Linked DNA regions of Gossypium hirsutum: region 1 is linked to region 2. Evidence: chromatin contacts called from public Hi-C data. All regions are on one chromosome and are shown on one strand. The core of a region is the stretch at or near the end of the contact, and the rest is flanking DNA. Distances in the headings are between cores, read along the strand shown. Region 1 holds the start of LOC121208249 (homeobox-leucine zipper protein ATHB-6). Region 2 holds the start of LOC107914377 (pentatricopeptide repeat-containing protein At4g39620, chloroplastic).

Region 1 (4,098 bases), core at 930-3,429, 280 kb before region 2:
GGCGTGTTTGGTGGCCGTGTGAGGCACACGGCCTATTCACACAGGCATGTGACCCTTATATGTTGAAAAATTTTCTAAGTTCCTCAAAGTTTGCAAATGTTTTCGGTTTAGTCTTGAACCACTTCTAAGCATGTTTTAAGGTCACGTAGGACCTTATAAGGGACAATGTGAATGATTTGATTTGATTTCAATTATGAATGCTTAAATGTATGTAAATGAGGTATGTTATTCAGTAATGCCTCGTAACCCTATTCCGACGACGGATACAGGTTAGGGATGTTACAACCACTTCTCTTTAAGGTTTTCTACCCAAAACCTTAAGTAACACCTCACAAATGAGAGAAAATAATGATGAATAAGATGATACCTCTAAAATATAGATAATCAATAATTAAATTCTCACATAAAGTTACAACACTTGAAAGAATGATAGAAAACTTAACATATAAGTGTGTACAAGAAATATTTAGTAAAAGATTGTGAAAGTTTGAAATTTTGAGTTCTTAAAATTTAGGCACTTGTTTCTATATTATTAATGAAAAGCATTAACTTTGTATTTAAATCCTCTAACAACCTTGTGGACATTTGTAGCCGTTAGAAACAAAATAGAGTCGTTATAGCCATAAAAACTAGCATTAAATGCAGTCTGCATCTTCATTGTATCGATAGAAGTCCTTCTAAAATATGATCATTGGGCTCGTTGTATCAGTAGAGGTCCTCTTGTACCGATAGAACTTTGAGGTTTCAACTAACTTTGGCTACTGCCTTGACTTGTCTAAGTAGAAGTCCTTAAGGTATCGTTAGAACTCTGGTTGTATCGATAGGTCGGACCAAGGGGTCGATAGAGACTCTAGGCCAAAACTACCTTGCATACTTGAATGCGTTCTATCAATAAAAGTTTGGGTTGTATCGGTAGAACCTAGAGTTGTACGGTAGAATTCTGTAGCCTTTTCAAAGTCTTTCCATCTTGAGTTCTACGATACTTGTCCTCCTAAGTATCAATAGAAGTCCTTCAAACTTAATTTAAGGCTTTTTAAATGTTTATCTTGTCCAACACTTTGAAAATAAGTTTAAGGACTTATAAACAATTTTTGCCAATCTAAGTAGGGGATTTTTAATATACCTTTTTGTTATATCAAAATACATGAAAAATTAGAACTAACATAATATAAACATGAAAATTTGATTTTGTTTCAATTATATGTATGAAATTTTAATTTTGATTTTTTTTATACTTTAAGAAAATAGATTCAATTATTTTTTATTAATAAATATATTTATTTATGTATACAATAATTAAACTTAAAATAGTGCCATGTGAGTAGTATGTAAAAATTGATTAAAATAAAAAATGTCATACATGCATATGTAGAAAATTAAAAATTTTGTATCACAATATATATTAATAGTGGAGAGCAAAATTCGATGTGAGTTGGGAAAATCGAAAAAAAATTAGTCTTGTAATTATCAAATCTAGTTATTTGGTTTTTTTAATCAACTCAAATAAGTAATTCAGTTTTTAGAGTTCGAATCGAGTTAAATTTTATAACTTACATAATTTGAATAACCCAAATAACAAATTGGTGTATATACCACTTGAATCCCTGTCAATTTAGAAAAATGAACAAATTAATTTCTCTCAAACAAAATTACAAAATATTTAAAATATTCTTTAAAATATTTTTATAAAAATGATAGATTTAAAAAAATTCTAAAAATTATATAAAAATTTAAATTATAAAAAAATGTTTTTTTCCCAAAATGACAAATTTAAGGCATTAAAGAATTAAATTTTCAAATCAAGATTATCATGAGGGGTATTTTGTTTTTTTTTTTCTTTTAAAATAGTTTTCAAATATATATGATTTTAAATTTATATACTCTAATTTATAATTATTTATATTGTTAATAATATTTTAATTTGATTTTTTATTTTTTAAAATTTAACTTAAAAATATTATTTAACTTAAAGTTTATTTCACTTGGGTGGATTTGAACAAATAAAATTAAAATAATAGAATAGAACTCATATACAGTAAACAAAAACATTGCATTTGGATTGAATTTTGGGTTCATTTCCATTTGCTTTGCTGATTGTACCTAACCCTAGTAAGATTCTAACCCAAATACGACCTATCTTAGTTTTATTTAAAGGTATGGGAAACTTTGCTAGCCAGCTCCTTCTAAAATCTTCTCTTTCATCTCTCTCTTTCACCTGAAAATACCTCCTCCGTCTTCTTCTTTTCACAATTTTCTTTTCTCGATGAACAGTCTTTTAGACTACTATAATTTAATTATAATGTAAAAAAAAAAAGAATTCATAATTTTATATATTTTGATTCTCATGGAAGCTTTGATTGTTGGGTATTTTAGGTTTTGTTTATTTTTCTTGTTATGTCTATTGTTGGATGGGAACTGAGAGTAAGAAAGAAACTGTGTTAAAGAAGAACAAAAATGGTGGAGAAGTTAAGACAGGACAGTGGTTGTTGTTTTCATGTTGTAAACTATTACAACTTTGTACAATTTGGTCTTGTTTTAAACAAGGCAGTTTGAGTTTCAATCTTAGTTGAATCTCTTTTAACAACAACATCCATTGAAAATCTTTTAAAGAAAAAAAAAAGATTGTTGATTTCATCATTAAGTTCATCATCAACCATGAAGAGACTTGGCAGCTCAGATTCATTGAGTGCTTTGATGTCAATCTGCCCAACTTCAGGTCTAATAAAACAAACCCAACTTTTATTACCAAAAAATAAAAGATCTTTTATGTTCATCAGCGTCTTAATTGTTGATATGTTTTGATTTGGTACAGATGAACGTAGTCCAAGAAACAACAATGTTTACAGTCGAGAGTTTCAGTCGATGTTAGAAGGATTCGATGAAGAAGGTTGTTTTGAAGAATTAACAGTCGGCCATGGCGGGGGTGCCAAGAAGAGACGATTAAGTGTGGATCAAGTGAAGGCATTGGAGAAGAATTTTGAAGTTGAAAACAAACTCGAACCCGACAGAAAATCGAAACTAGCTCAAGAACTTGGGTTGCAGCCACGACAAGTTGCTGTCTGGTTTCAAAACCGACGTGCTAGATGGAAAACAAAGCAATTGGAAAGAGATTATGGAGTTCTTAAGACCAGTTATGAATCTCTTAAGCTCAATTATAGTAACCTCCGCCATGAAAATGAAGATCTTCTCAAACAGGTAATTATTAATAACAATTATTCATTTATCTTAGTAAGACTGGGAATCTCTTTGAGTTTAATTTGTAAAGCAAAGTTGAAGGTATGAAAATGATGCAGATTAGTGAGCTGAAGGCAAAACTCATCGAGCCGCCGCCGGGTTCATCTTTGGGTACCTCATTGGAGCCGGCGGAAGTGAACTGCGAGAGCTTCAACGACGGCGGCGGCAATGGATCAGTTGGTGGTGGTGGCGACACCGTTTTCCCGGACTTGAAAGACGGATCATCAGATAGTGATTCGAGCGCTATCTTGAATGAAGAAAACAACAGCGGCGGAGACATGGAGGGGGGCAGCCCAAACAACGGGGCAGCTTCTTCACCGTCCTCCATGAATAACTGCTTCCAGTTGTTCAAAACAACGTATCAAACCCCGCAATTTGTGAAGATGGAAGAGCATGATTTCATCAGTAGTACTGCAGATGAAGTCTGCAATTTCTTTTCAGATGAACAAGCTCCAAGTCTTCAATGGTGGATCTAATCTAAATCAAACATATATGTATGTATGCAATTATGGGATTAAAGAAACGGAATGCAAGAGAATAAGGCAAACTCTCCAAGAATTTTGTCCGAAGAAGAAGAAGAAGAAGAGAGAAATTAATGGGTTGAAGTGGAGGCGGTAGAAGTTGAATTCAATACCCAATAGGTGGCGAGTGGCCAGTGCGGCGGTGCACGCGGTGGGCGAATGATTAGGTCGTAATTGGAAGCTTCTTTTTTTTTTACTGTTCTTCTACTGTAAATGGAAAAATCTCCAAAATCCATCAGAGGAAAAGTAAAGCTTTTTTTCCTTCTAATGGTGAAAAAGCTGAAAAAAAAAATAAAGTAGATCATCAACATCATTTCCCTTAGAAAGTTGAAAATTTTAGGGC
Region 2 (4,145 bases), core at 17-2,516:
CCGATGCACAGTTCATACCGTGTTCTCACAGGTCTTGCTATGTTTGCATAACTAGACATCTTTTAAATTGTCAAAGATGTTTCTTTTGCAATGCCACTGTCTTGGAAGTAGTCAGAACCATAGAAAACACAGTTGAAAGATAACTCAGAATCTTAAATTGTTTGAGGAAAATGGGGAAGAAAGCCAGAGAAAGTTGAAAAAAAAGTAGGTTTTTTGGTTTGTTTGTTCATATTATTGCTTATGCTTTTGTTATTAAGGATTTATATTCTTATATATATACCCTTAAAGAAGTGGCATGTAGCTAGCAAGACGGGGGGGGGGGTTGGAAAATGAGCGTCAGCAAGCCCTTTGTTTAATCCTCAGGCTGCAGTTTCAGTTGTACCTGGGAAAATAAAATTCTGGGTACACTACGCATTTTGTAGTTTGAGGGGCAGTCTTTGTAAATATGAGATGTAAATGGCAAGGAAAATAATATAAAAGAAACGAGTGCTTTTTTGGCTGATTATTATTCAACAATCCCAAATAGCATAAGACTACTAAAATAACAAATAGTATCCGACTTTTCATATTTATTTCTTCAAAAAAAAAAAAACCATTTATCTATATCTTTTATTTCCTTTGTTCGAAAGGTGGCATATTTTACCCTTGGAATCAACTCAAATAAGATTTGGCCCATTTGCTTCACTTATCATTTTCTTTATTACTTCTAATTGATTTTAGTTTAAATTTGATAATGATGTTCTACTGCTCAACTAAGAGTGAACAAATTCTAATTAAATAAGACAATTGAATCCTTTATGTGCACGCTTCAATAACATTATTATTAGTATTATCCCAAATCAAATATCTTAATTGAGCTTAAATCAAACTCCAAATTGGATTAAATTTGGATTTTGTACCGAATTTGATCGGAATACAGATATTTAGGGTGGTCGATAGGGTATCAATTCAATTACCAAAAGCTCATTGTTATCCAAACAACACATTGTTGTGGTTTTTAATGACTAATCATTTCAACCGGAGCCAGACGATATGTATCAGGACCCATAACTATTCCAATAAATATAAATTTATATAAGAACCTATCAGCTGGGATCCGTGGCGCAATGGTAGCGCGTCTGACTCCAGATCAGAAGGTTGCGTGTTCGATTCACGTCGGGTTCAAAATCCCGATTCTTTCGGATCCATTTTTTGCCCCTTAGTTTTTTGTTTGGGTAGTTTCGTCATTTACTTTCTTCCAGAAACTCCATATTTATCAAACAACCCCCGAGAAGCCCCCCCCGAGAAGCAGCTCCAAACAACGAAAGCTAAAAATAAAATGCCCCTAATTTTATCACCTTACTCTCTGCAACTCTCCACATTCCCTTCTCCTTTTAAACATAATTCTTCACCAACTAACCTATCCTCCCTCACCCAACCATGTAATCTTCCAACCCGACCCATCACACGAATATCCTGTGCTACCCGACCCAGGAGGAAAACGGGTTCTTCAAAACCTGAGGACGCCGAAGCCAAGGAACTAGTTCGGGTCTTAATGAGAAGTTTCGGCGACAAAGAGCCGTTGGTTAAGACATTGAGCAGATACGTGAGTGTTGTGAGATGCGAGCACTGTTTTCTCCTGTTTGAAGAACTCGGCAAAACTGATAAATGGCTTCAATGCCTTGAGGTTCCTTGCTCCCTTTCTCGATTTTTATTTCCCCCTTTTTGGTTCATTTTTAAGGTTTAGGGTAATTGGAATTTTGCATTTTCAGGTTGTTCTTAATACGGGTGTTCTTCGAACATTGTTTTTGGAAAAGATAAAAAAAAAAAAAAGGAAACTAAACTTATCTCGTTATATTCATAGCTGTTATAATTACAGAATGGGTTCGGGCACAATGATCTGTTAGTACTAGTAAACAGGTAAAAGCAGCAATCAAGTGGAACTTATTGAACATATGAGTTGAGAGCAAATCTTTGTGTTAGAGAATTTAAGCTTCTTAAAGTGTCCTGAATTGCTGTTGGAAGCTGGAAACTTGGATGAAGTAAATCTGTTTGACTACTTACATACTGTACCTTTCAGGTTTTCAGATGGATGCAGAAACAAAGGTGGTATATTGCCGATAATGGGGTTTATTCGAAATTGATTACGGTTATGGGAAAGAAAGGCCGAACTAGAATGGCTATGTGGCTCTTCTCTGAGATGCGTAACAGTGGTTGTCGGCCTGATTCTTCGGTTTATAATGCTCTTATCACCACCCATCTCCATTCCCGTGATAAAGCCAAAGCTTTGGACAAAGCTTTGGGTTACTTCAACAAGATGAAGGGAATTGAACGGTGTAAACCCAATGTTGTCACTTACAATATTCTTTTGAGGGCCTTTGCTCAAGCTCGAAATGTGGATCAAGTTAATGCTTTGTTTAAGGATCTTGCTGAGAGCAGTATTGCCCCTGATATATATACATTTAATGGTGTGATGGATGCGTATGGGAAAAAGGGGATGATCAGAGAGATGGAGTCTGTTCTTTCTCGGATGAAAAGCAATCAGTGTAAGCCTGATATTATTACATTTAACGTGCTTATTGATTCTTATGGCAAGAAGCAAGAATTTGATAAGATGGAACAAGTGTTTAAGAGCTTGTTGCGCTCAAAGGAGAAACCTACCCTTCCTGCATTTAATTCGATGATCATAAATTATGGCAAGGCGCGGCTTAAAGAGAGAGCTGAAAATATTTTCAAAAAGATGACTGATATGAAATACACACCAAGCTTTATCACCTACGAGAGTCTTATAATGATGTATGGATTTTGTGATTCTGTTTCTTGGGCGAGGGAAATATTTGATGAGATTGTTGACTCTGGGAAGGAAATGAAAGTTTCGACCTTAAATGTCATGCTTGAAGTTTACCGTAGAAATGGTCTACCTATGGAAGCCGATAGGCTATTTGATAAGGCAAATAACATTGGGGTGATTCCCGATTCATCGACATATAAACTTCTATATAAGGCCTACACGAAAGCTGACATGAAAGACCTTGTACAGAAGTTGGTGAAAGAAATGGAAAAAGATGGTATAGTCCCTAACAAGAGATTCTTCCTAGAGGCTCTTGAAGCCTTTGGATCTCTACCGGCTAGTCCAGATTCCGTTCGAGCCACAAGGAGTGGCAGGCCTGAGACTAATGCAAAAACTGAGGTTAAAGTAATTAATTGACTGGTTCTTTGTTTTTTGGGTCTCCTTCCAACTAAGCCTGCATCAGAGCAATGGATGGTTTTCAATTTCGGCTATATTGACTGTTTTCCCCCACAAAATGCGGCCGGTATATGTCTCAATTTGTTCTCTTATTTTCTGTTTGCATAGCAAAGCTTATACCTTATTAATGAGAATCACTTTGTGTGCTTGATTTTCCATTGATAAATATAATATTGTTTTCTAAATTGTTGACAAAGATCACAGATTTAACCATGTCATGTGTTCGATCTGCATCTTGTTGCATCATTGTTAGTGGACTAGATAGTAAGTATACTTTCAGTATAGGATCCAGTGACAACCTTCTGTGCTTGTAGTATTTGGTTCATCGTTCTTTTATGACATTGACATCTAGTTTCCTGCTGTTCAGTTTGCTATTCTCTAACTGTGTTTTTTGATAAATGCGATGTGTTGTGTTGAAATGAACTGAGAGAAGTAGTTTTTCAGACATCTTTAATTGAAATGAGCCAGATTAATTTGTTTCATATTTCAGGGCAACGAACCGATTCTTCCCTCTGGTTTAATCTGAATGCAGGCCGGTTTCAAAGGCAATGCAATAAGACAATTAATGCAGAACATTGGTCGTATTGCAGGCTTTATCCATACTCAGTTGTAGTTACAAAGAGTTCAGACAGTTGGGGTATCTTCCTCGAATCGTAAGCAGGTACTTACAGCAATTTTGTTTTGACTCTTCATTTTGCGTAAAGGATGGTTGCATCCGACATCAGTATCTAACATATATTTGCACTATGGTTATGAGTGTATGATTGTTCAAATGTATGAAAGAAATCGAGTGTATCTGTGTTGAATATATTCCTTTTTCCTTAAGGAAGCATATATGTTGGATAATACTAAATGTTATTCAATGGTAAGAGGATGGCGATGTGTTTTTTGTAATATCCAAATTCACATAAATGCTTCA

The links. A called contact is a pair of places that touch in the nucleus more often than the background predicts.
Region 1: a contact with region 2 is called in a Hi-C map of leaf, with 2.1 times the contacts expected there. The contact joins the promoter of LOC121208249 here to the promoter of LOC107914377 in region 2. A contact is called at or near these places in 3 of 34 Hi-C or Micro-C datasets (all in leaf).

Annotation. Positions count from the first base shown.
Region 1 is chrA10:16,485,236-16,489,333 of Gossypium_hirsutum_v2.1, reverse strand. LOC121208249 (homeobox-leucine zipper protein ATHB-6) reads left to right here and starts at 2,179. Exons shown (of 3, transcript XM_041078795.1): 1 at 2,179-2,716; 2 at 2,813-3,195; 3 at 3,294-4,098. The coding sequence starts at 2,656. The coding sequence ends at 3,710.
Region 2 is chrA10:16,199,701-16,203,845 of Gossypium_hirsutum_v2.1, reverse strand. It overlaps LOC107914377 (pentatricopeptide repeat-containing protein At4g39620, chloroplastic), which reads left to right and starts at 1,266. Exons shown (of 3, transcript XM_041078791.1): 1 at 1,266-1,666; 2 at 2,060-3,293; 3 at 3,817-4,120. The coding sequence starts at 1,319. The coding sequence ends at 3,187. LOC121208246 (E3 ubiquitin-protein ligase RKP) reads left to right here. Exons shown (of 11, transcript XM_041078789.1): 11 at 1-500. The coding sequence ends at 143. It overlaps TRNAW-CCA (transfer RNA tryptophan (anticodon CCA)), which reads left to right and starts at 1,093; the gene lies at 1,093-1,164.